Regions from separate parts of the Zea mays genome. Here region 2 is linked to region 1. The links are chromatin contacts, called in public Hi-C maps. All regions are on one chromosome and are shown on one strand. The core of a region is the stretch at or near the end of the contact, and the rest is flanking DNA. Distances in the headings are between cores, read along the strand shown.

Region 1 (3,948 bases), core at 485-2,984:
CTGGACATCAGGATGCTGACGAATCTGTTAATGTCAATGCAAGTGTGGTTGATGAATTTCGGGTGCAACGAGAAGAGGAAGTGGAAGAGTATGAGACAAGCGACAATGAAGATGAAACTGGATGGCAATATGCTAGTGACAACGAAGAATCAATAACTATTGTCAATGACGATGATGATTTCAGTGATAACGAGTAGCATGTTTTTTGTTTGATCTGAGAGAAGTGAACTCTATGCTGTATTTTGTTTGATTTTTAAGAAGTGAACTAGCTACTGTTATTTGAGAAAAGTGAACTGTATGCTGTAATTTGTTTGATTTTTAAGAAGTGAACTCGCTACGGTTATTTGAGAGGAGTGAACTTTATGCAATAATTTGTTCGAGCTTTGAGAAGTGATATTCAACTTTTCTATGCAACTCAGATTTCAGAAAACACACATTTCAGATTTCAGAACATACACATAATACACATTTCAGATTTCAGATTTCAGAACATACACATTTCAGATTTCAGATTTCAGAACATACACATAATACACATTTCACATTTCAGATTTCAGAACACACACATAATACACATTTCAGTATTGTCTAACTGATGTAATACTACTGCTACACATAATACACATTTCAGATTTCAGAACATACACATTTCATAATGCATTTCTATGCAACTCAGATTTCAGAAAACACACATTTCAGAACACATTTGTGTGCACCACATATTTCACATTTCAGATTGTAGATTACATTTTAGGTTTCAGAACATAGATCCAGCCATGCATCAGTAGTGCACAGCATGTTTACAAGACCCCTACATTTTTCTACCCAATGACATCTCGCTTTTTCTTCTTCTGGTTATGAACCAATTCCTGCAACATTCCATAGATGGCTTCCTTTTCATGTCGCATAGCTTGTAAGCCAAGTAGTCCTTGTTGTCATCCACCTTGACATCCTAGTAGTTCTAGATCAGACTTAGGGATGGTGGCAATGGCATGGGGTACTATCTACCAGTTCAGCGACGAACATGGTGTGTAACTGAATTTTGTGATCCGCTTCTAACACCTTGTAATACACAACACCAACCTTGTGATCCATGTCTTTCAGCTAGTAAACTGAACATGGCGTGTAACTGAAACTGCACATGGCGTGTAAACTGAACATGGCGTGTAACTAAATTTGCTTGTAAACTGAAACTGCACTTGTTGCATGCCTGTATCCAGAATTGCACAGGCACTGAATTGCTGAATGATTGTGTCCAGAGTGTAAAATTCAGTTCTCGACTGCCATCACTGAGATGAGAATGTACTCTGCAAGTCTGAGCTTATTTGACACTTCCATTCAGACTTCAAAAATTGGCACACTGTGGCTAGGTGGATACACTACAGGTCGGTAGCATTCAGGATGGTGATGGCGCCCGACGAGGGATGACGATGGCGTGACGCTTAGCATGGGCGACAGTGCAGCTCTCCTCGATGGGATACAGACGGCGCGGTGGCGCTCGAGCAGAAATAGCAGAGGTGTTTTCTGTGTCCATGGAAAGCTCTCGGCATGACCTGTGCCGCTGTGCGCTATGATGGGCCTCAACTTTGTGCAGCCCATGTCACTTTTGTATAGTTATCGCTGGATCAACGGTGAAGGGTGCAGATTAGCTGACTGCTCTCTGACGTTGTCTAGTCTGAATCCCACGACCCCACCCCACGCCCGTCTTCCTCGCCTCAACGCCGCCACCCAATCCAACCGCCTGGACGCCACAACCCCGCCCCACCTCGGCGCCGCCGCTCCATCCAACTACCTCGACGCCGCCATCCATCCAACCGCCTCGGTGTCTGCTCCTCAATACCTGGCCGTGTTCAACATGCCCCCTGGAAGGATGGATGGGGCAAGGACATGCAGAGACCTTGGTGGTAAGTGACTTCAAGTTCTTCTCTCATTTACTGCTTTGCTATCGTTGCCCGGCACGGGTCGCCGATGCCGTCGCCTAGCACGGGCCACCGCTGCCGTTGCCCAGCACGGGCCGTCGCTGCAGAGAGATGTCTTTTATCCTTGCAAACACATGTGTATTTTTTGCAGCAGAGAGGTTTGAGGTGCTCAGATCGGATCCCCTATTCTCCTTTTTTATAGATGGATTCTATAGGTTATCTATCGCAGTGGTAAATAGAGATGCATAATTTAGTTATATGCTTATTTTTGTACAGATATTGTTGTCGCTAATGGCATATAGTGATTATCTAAAGATATTATGTCATAAGTTATGATTTTCTATATGATTTTGATAGTAGGAGTGTAGGACAGTACGTTAGAGCATCTCCAACAAATACCAAAAAATTAGCTCCCAAAACACAGACATTGGGATCTCCTTAAAAGTATTTAGGCCAATAAAAAAGGTAGTACTCCAACAGCTCCATATAGTTTACGTAAAACCTGTTTGATCGGTTCACAAATCTCCACCAGTTTGTTACCCGTCGTCCACTCCCACAAATGTTCTAGGTTTATTATTCAAAACGTACATACTGCTCGCTTGAACACATGTATTATTCGGAATGTGTTGTTGAACTGCTCGCTTGAACACAGGTAAAAAAGGTCTGGTTAGTATTCAGAACATATAGGTACAAATTAGTAGCTTAATTATTTACCATTTAGAATTCAGAACATACAAGAACAAATTGCTAGCTTCAACTGCTAGCTTTACTATTTGTGACACACATAGAAGATAACGGTACAGGCACTTCATTATAAATGCAGTTCACATAACAGATTAACAGCACAGGCAAAACACAGGAGTATCAGGCACACATACAGTCTGATTCACAATGTTGTGTTCCAAGTAAAAAATGTAAATATCAAGTGAATTGATTATATGTAACAGAATAACAACTTCAAGAAATCCACTCTAAATAAACACATATGCTGTCCAGTGTGTATTCTTGAACTATAATCAATTCCTTTATAATTTAGTCCATCCATTTCATTTTGTCATACGTTTACATGAATAGCTATTTCATCATGGAGTACAATTTTTACTGCTAGGCATCACAAATAACAGAGTTCAGAAAACATGAAGAATCTGGAGACATGCTTTTCTTTTTTCCCCTATAATATGGTTTGAGACTTTGATATTAGGTGCTATTGGAGTTGCTCTTATCTCCTCTTTTTCTAGCAAAGGCAACATATATGCATGGCCACTAGTTACTTCTTTTTGTTTACAAGAAAATAACAGACGAATTGGTGAATCGTTAACATCACTTGTTCTGAACTGACACCAATAATTACTTTACAGTTGTTTACTACTATGTTCCACCAACCATCGTGTTGTTAGCACAATTCTGATATTTATCTAGTTCGACAGAATTCCAATTAGTTTACTTGCTCCAAACAGTTTAGTAGTCGTGTCCTATTCACTTGCTTCAATTAGTTAACAGAACTTGCATCAATTAGTTCACTTGATGCAACACTCATATTTTGCCTATTTAATGTATGTTCAGAGGTGCCAATTACTGAGTATGAAAAGGAGAGGGCTTTAAATGTGATGAGGAACAACAAAATGTTGAGTAGCCTTGGTATAACTGGATTAACATCACTTATTCGATCAAGTAGTACAAGGAAGAACTCTATCGCTCGTGAAGACTTTGATCCATTGTATGAACCTGATCATAGTGAGGACAATGATCATCATGTGGCTAATCAGGTACTTAGATTTCTTATTGTACCCCTTTGGTGTTATTACTGATTTGTGCTCAATGTGCAATAAGATAAATTTGGGTTTAATTCTTTTATTATGCCTACGAGGCCATGCAGGATGATCCTTTCTACATTGAAAGAAGGAACACCAACATGTCTACTGGTTTTGGAGGAACAAAAGGATCCAAGAGAGTGGTAGCACCTAATGTAGAAGACCAAGTTGGTAGAGTAACTAGGCAGAAGACAAAGGAACTATCCTTAGTTGAGAAA
Region 2 (3,948 bases), core at 829-3,328, 790 kb after region 1:
TATTTGGGTCCCAAAGGATTGGGTCGCTTCATTTATTCCCTAGCCCGCTCCCATGATGAGCTGTCGGTGCACCATCTGGTTGCCATCCATCGTGACCCCCTTCACATCCACCCAATGGTCACACATCGCTAAGATGGTGTCCTCCAACCACTGGACCAACTAGTGCTCATAGCTGCTACCACTATGGTTCTCTCGCTTGTCCCCCTAGCACCAATATAATCACTGGCAAGTGGATCTTCCATCATAAGCTCAAGGACGATGGTCTCTGGATCGCTACAAGGCTCGTTGGGTCCTTAGGGGCTACACTTAGCGCCCTAGAGTGGACTATAATGAGACCTTTAGTCATGTTGTCAAGCTCGCAACCGTTTGGACCGTCCTCTCCCATGCCCTCTCTCTAGACTAGGCGGTCCAACAGCTGGATGCCAAGAGTGCCTTCCTTCATGGCACTCTAACTAAGATTGTACTGCAACCAACCTGTCGGCTTCATCGACTCCACTCGCCTGAGTATTGTGTGTAAGCTTAACCACTTTTTGTATGGCCTCAAATAGGTGTCATGGCCCTGGTACAGTCGCTTCGCCTCCTACTTGATCTCCCTCGGCTTCATCGAGGCCAAGTTAGACACGTCCCTATTCATCCTGTGGTGCGACGGCGGTACCGTCTACCTCCTTCTCCATGTCGACGACATCATGCTCAAAACATCCAGTGCCACCCTCTAGCGCACGATCGTCGTGTTGTAGTGTGAGTTCACGATAAAGGACCTCGGCCCTCTCCACCATTTCCATGGGGATCACCATGGAGCGCCGCCCCATGGCCTCTTCCTTCACCAGTGCTAGTACACCATCGACATTTTGGAGCGAGCCGTCATATCTGACTGTAAGGCTTGCTTCACGCCTGTTGACACTCAGACGAAGGTCTCCAAAGACCACGATGCCCCAAACGGCTAAGTGATAGCCTATCGGGGCCTCATTGGGGCTTTACTGTACCTCATCTTCACTCGGCCTGATATTGCCTACGTAGTCCAACAGGTGTACCTTCACTTCCATACCCTATGGGAGCCCCACCTCGCCATTGCCAAGCTGATTCTTCGCTACTTCCGTGGCACTCTCGACTACGACCTTCTTCGGGCCTCTCTGACTCTGAGCTAGTCGTCTATACCGATGCTGATTGAGTCGGCTGCCCCGACACGCATCGGTCCACCTTTGGTTACGCTGTGTTTCTGGGAGCCAACCCCATATCCTGGTCCTCAAAGCGGTAGCTTGTCATCTCTCACTCCAGCACTGAGACCGAGTATCGCGTTGTGGCCAACGGTGTGGCCGAGGCGTCTCGTCAGCTGCTCTAGGAGCTCCATAGCACCCTAGCACGCCACACTCGTCTATTGTGACATGGTCAACACGGTCTACCTCTCCACCACTTCCATACAACACCAGCGCACGAAGCACGTAGAGATCAACATCCACTTCATCCGCGAGTGTGTCACCGTCGGCGATGTACATGTCCTCCATACCAATCACTTCACAGCTTGACGACATCTTGACCAAGGGGCTCTCCTCTATGACGTCCTCAGAATTTCAGTCCTGTTTCAACATCTATAATGCCTAAAGTTATGACATTTGTAATGACTAGAGTTGCAACTACGGAAGTATTCGACATGTGTGTTATATAATGGGTTTAGGCCCAACCCATATACTATCTCATCTATTAATATAGCAGCCCAGGTTTGCAATCTCAAACTCTAATAGTTACGTTCAATTAAGAAGCATAGTGTATCTCATCTATTAATATAGCAGCCTGGGTTTGCAATCTCAGACTCTAATAGTTACATTCAATTAAAAAGCATAGTGATGCACTGACGCAGCACTATAAGGCCATGTTCAGTTATACCAAACCAGGCCTGGTTTAATCTGGATTGGGATCCAATCCAGCCCACAATCCAAGCCCGGAAAAAAAATCCAGGATGATTTATTTTTCCCTTCGGTTAAGCCCAGTATGGTTTGTAGCCCAGAAGCTTGGATTGTTTTTTACTCTTGTACTCCTAGATTATAACCCTAGCTCGTTTGTTCTGGAACAAATCCACGTGCCGCCTCACGCGGCTGAGCACGCCGCCCCCGCCGCCTCGTCCCTGTCTCGCCGTCGCCGCCTCGTTCCCGTCCTGCCATCATCGTCTCGTCCCTGCTTCTCGATCGTACGCCGTGAGCAATAGGAGTTCCGTCCGGCGCTGGAGCTGAGCCTGGAGGTAGGTCCTAGCTAGAGCCGTCCGTGCTGCTGGCTAGATCTAGCTAGATGTGGTTTGACTTCCCTCGCAACCATACTACCTTGTACTACCTGGAATTTTTATTTATATTTTTTGAAATGATATTATGTGTTCTGTAAGCTTTGCAGGGACGTAGATTCGAGGTAGTAATTTTATGATCGTTGTGAACATACAACTTAACTTTAGTTCAAAATTCAACTGAATTTTTATTTCTTCAGAGAAACGGTTTTATTAACCACTTGAGAATATCGTTACACTTTGGTGGCACTTGTTTCTATTGTTTTTACACATTGTCGTTTGGTGTTTATTATACTGATATCATGTGTTTATTGCATTTATTGGTTTGGATTTAAATCATGTGTTTTGTTTCTTGTAATAGTCTTTTAATTTGGTAACAGTTTGGTGTTCATTATTGTATCTATTTTCAGATTGTCCCTACTCTTGTGAGAGTCGCGAGGACAAGCTTTCCCCCTCTTGAGATCCGGTGTCTAATCCATTTTTCAAGGTGCTATGTGTACAAAATTTATAGTCTTAAAATTATATGAAGTGTGTAACTATTTTTGTTAACTTGATTTCCTTGTGTTCATTGATATTGCTTATAGTTTTACAATGGATATGAGTACTAGAGATCGCATTAGAAAGAGGAGGGATGATGATGACGATGATCTCATGCTTTTAATTATCCCTACTCTACATCTCTTGGGCTATATTGGAGATAGTGAAAAAAAGTTGCGACATACATCAACGCTAACTGGAGAGGAAAAGGTTAGGGAGCAACTTGAAGGCCACATCAAGAATTGTAGGACATCATTTAGGATGGAACCTTACATCTTTAAAGCCTTGGTCAATTATCCTAGAAGCGAAGGGTTGGTTAAAGACACTAGAATCAAGGTCGAGGAAAAGCTTGGTTTCTTTTTATATATGATTAGTCACAATGCGTCGTTTGAGGATCTCCAAGTATTCTTTGGTCACAGCAATGATACATTCCATCGTGTGATCAAACATTTCTTTGACATAGTTATCCCTGCCCTCAGCATGCGGTTCCTAAAACCTCCCTCCAATCAAGTACATGCAAAAGTTCGCGAAGATAACCGATTTTACCCTTACTTTAAGGTGATTTCTTTTAACTCTTATGTGTCAATCTTACAAGGTACTCAACCTTAAATGATCTTAGAAGATCATTTCTTTTTTACTTTTTTGCAGAATTGCCTAGGTTCAATAGATGGAATCCACGTTCCAATATCAATGTCACCTAATCAAGCTGCACCATTCAGGAATAGAAAAGGGACACTTAGTCAAAATGTGATGTTCGTTTGTGATTTTGATCTCAAAGTCACTTATTTGTCAGCTGGATGGGAAGGATCAGCAACAGATTCAATGGTTCTCAGATCTGTAATGACCAATTCTATAGGAAAGTTTGAAGTACCTTCCGGAAAGTTCTACCTAGTAGATGGTGGTTATGCTAATACAGCTTCCTTTCTTGCGCCTTATCGTCGGGTTAGGTACCACTTGAAAGAGTTTGGTCGTGGCCACCGAAGACCTCAAAATAATGAGTTATATAATCATCGACATGCCATTTTAAGAAGTCATGTAGAGAGGGCTTTGGGTGTCATAAAGAAGAGATTTCCAATCCTCAAAGTTGCTACCTTTCACAAAATAGAAAAACCAAGCCAAAATACCTTTAGCTATTGCAGTCT

The links. A called contact is a pair of places that touch in the nucleus more often than the background predicts.
Region 2: a Hi-C map of leaf shows a contact between it and region 1, with 5 times the contacts expected there. The contact joins the promoter of LOC103638457 here to the promoter of LOC100216778 in region 1. A contact is called at or near these places in 4 of 25 Hi-C or Micro-C datasets (bundle sheath, ear, leaf and 1 more).

Annotation. Positions count from the first base shown.
Region 1 is chr9:73,635,205-73,639,152 of Zm-B73-REFERENCE-NAM-5.0, forward strand. It overlaps LOC100216778, which reads left to right and starts at 1,735. Exons shown (of 6, transcript NM_001143177.1): 1 at 1,735-1,904; 2 at 3,483-3,685; 3 at 3,796-3,948. The coding sequence starts at 1,856. It overlaps LOC118473325, which reads left to right. Exons shown (of 4, transcript XR_004852676.1): 4 at 1-394.
Region 2 is chr9:74,423,902-74,427,849 of Zm-B73-REFERENCE-NAM-5.0, forward strand. It overlaps LOC103638457, which reads left to right and starts at 2,079. Exons shown (of 6, transcript NM_001369853.1): 1 at 2,079-2,233; 2 at 2,680-2,756.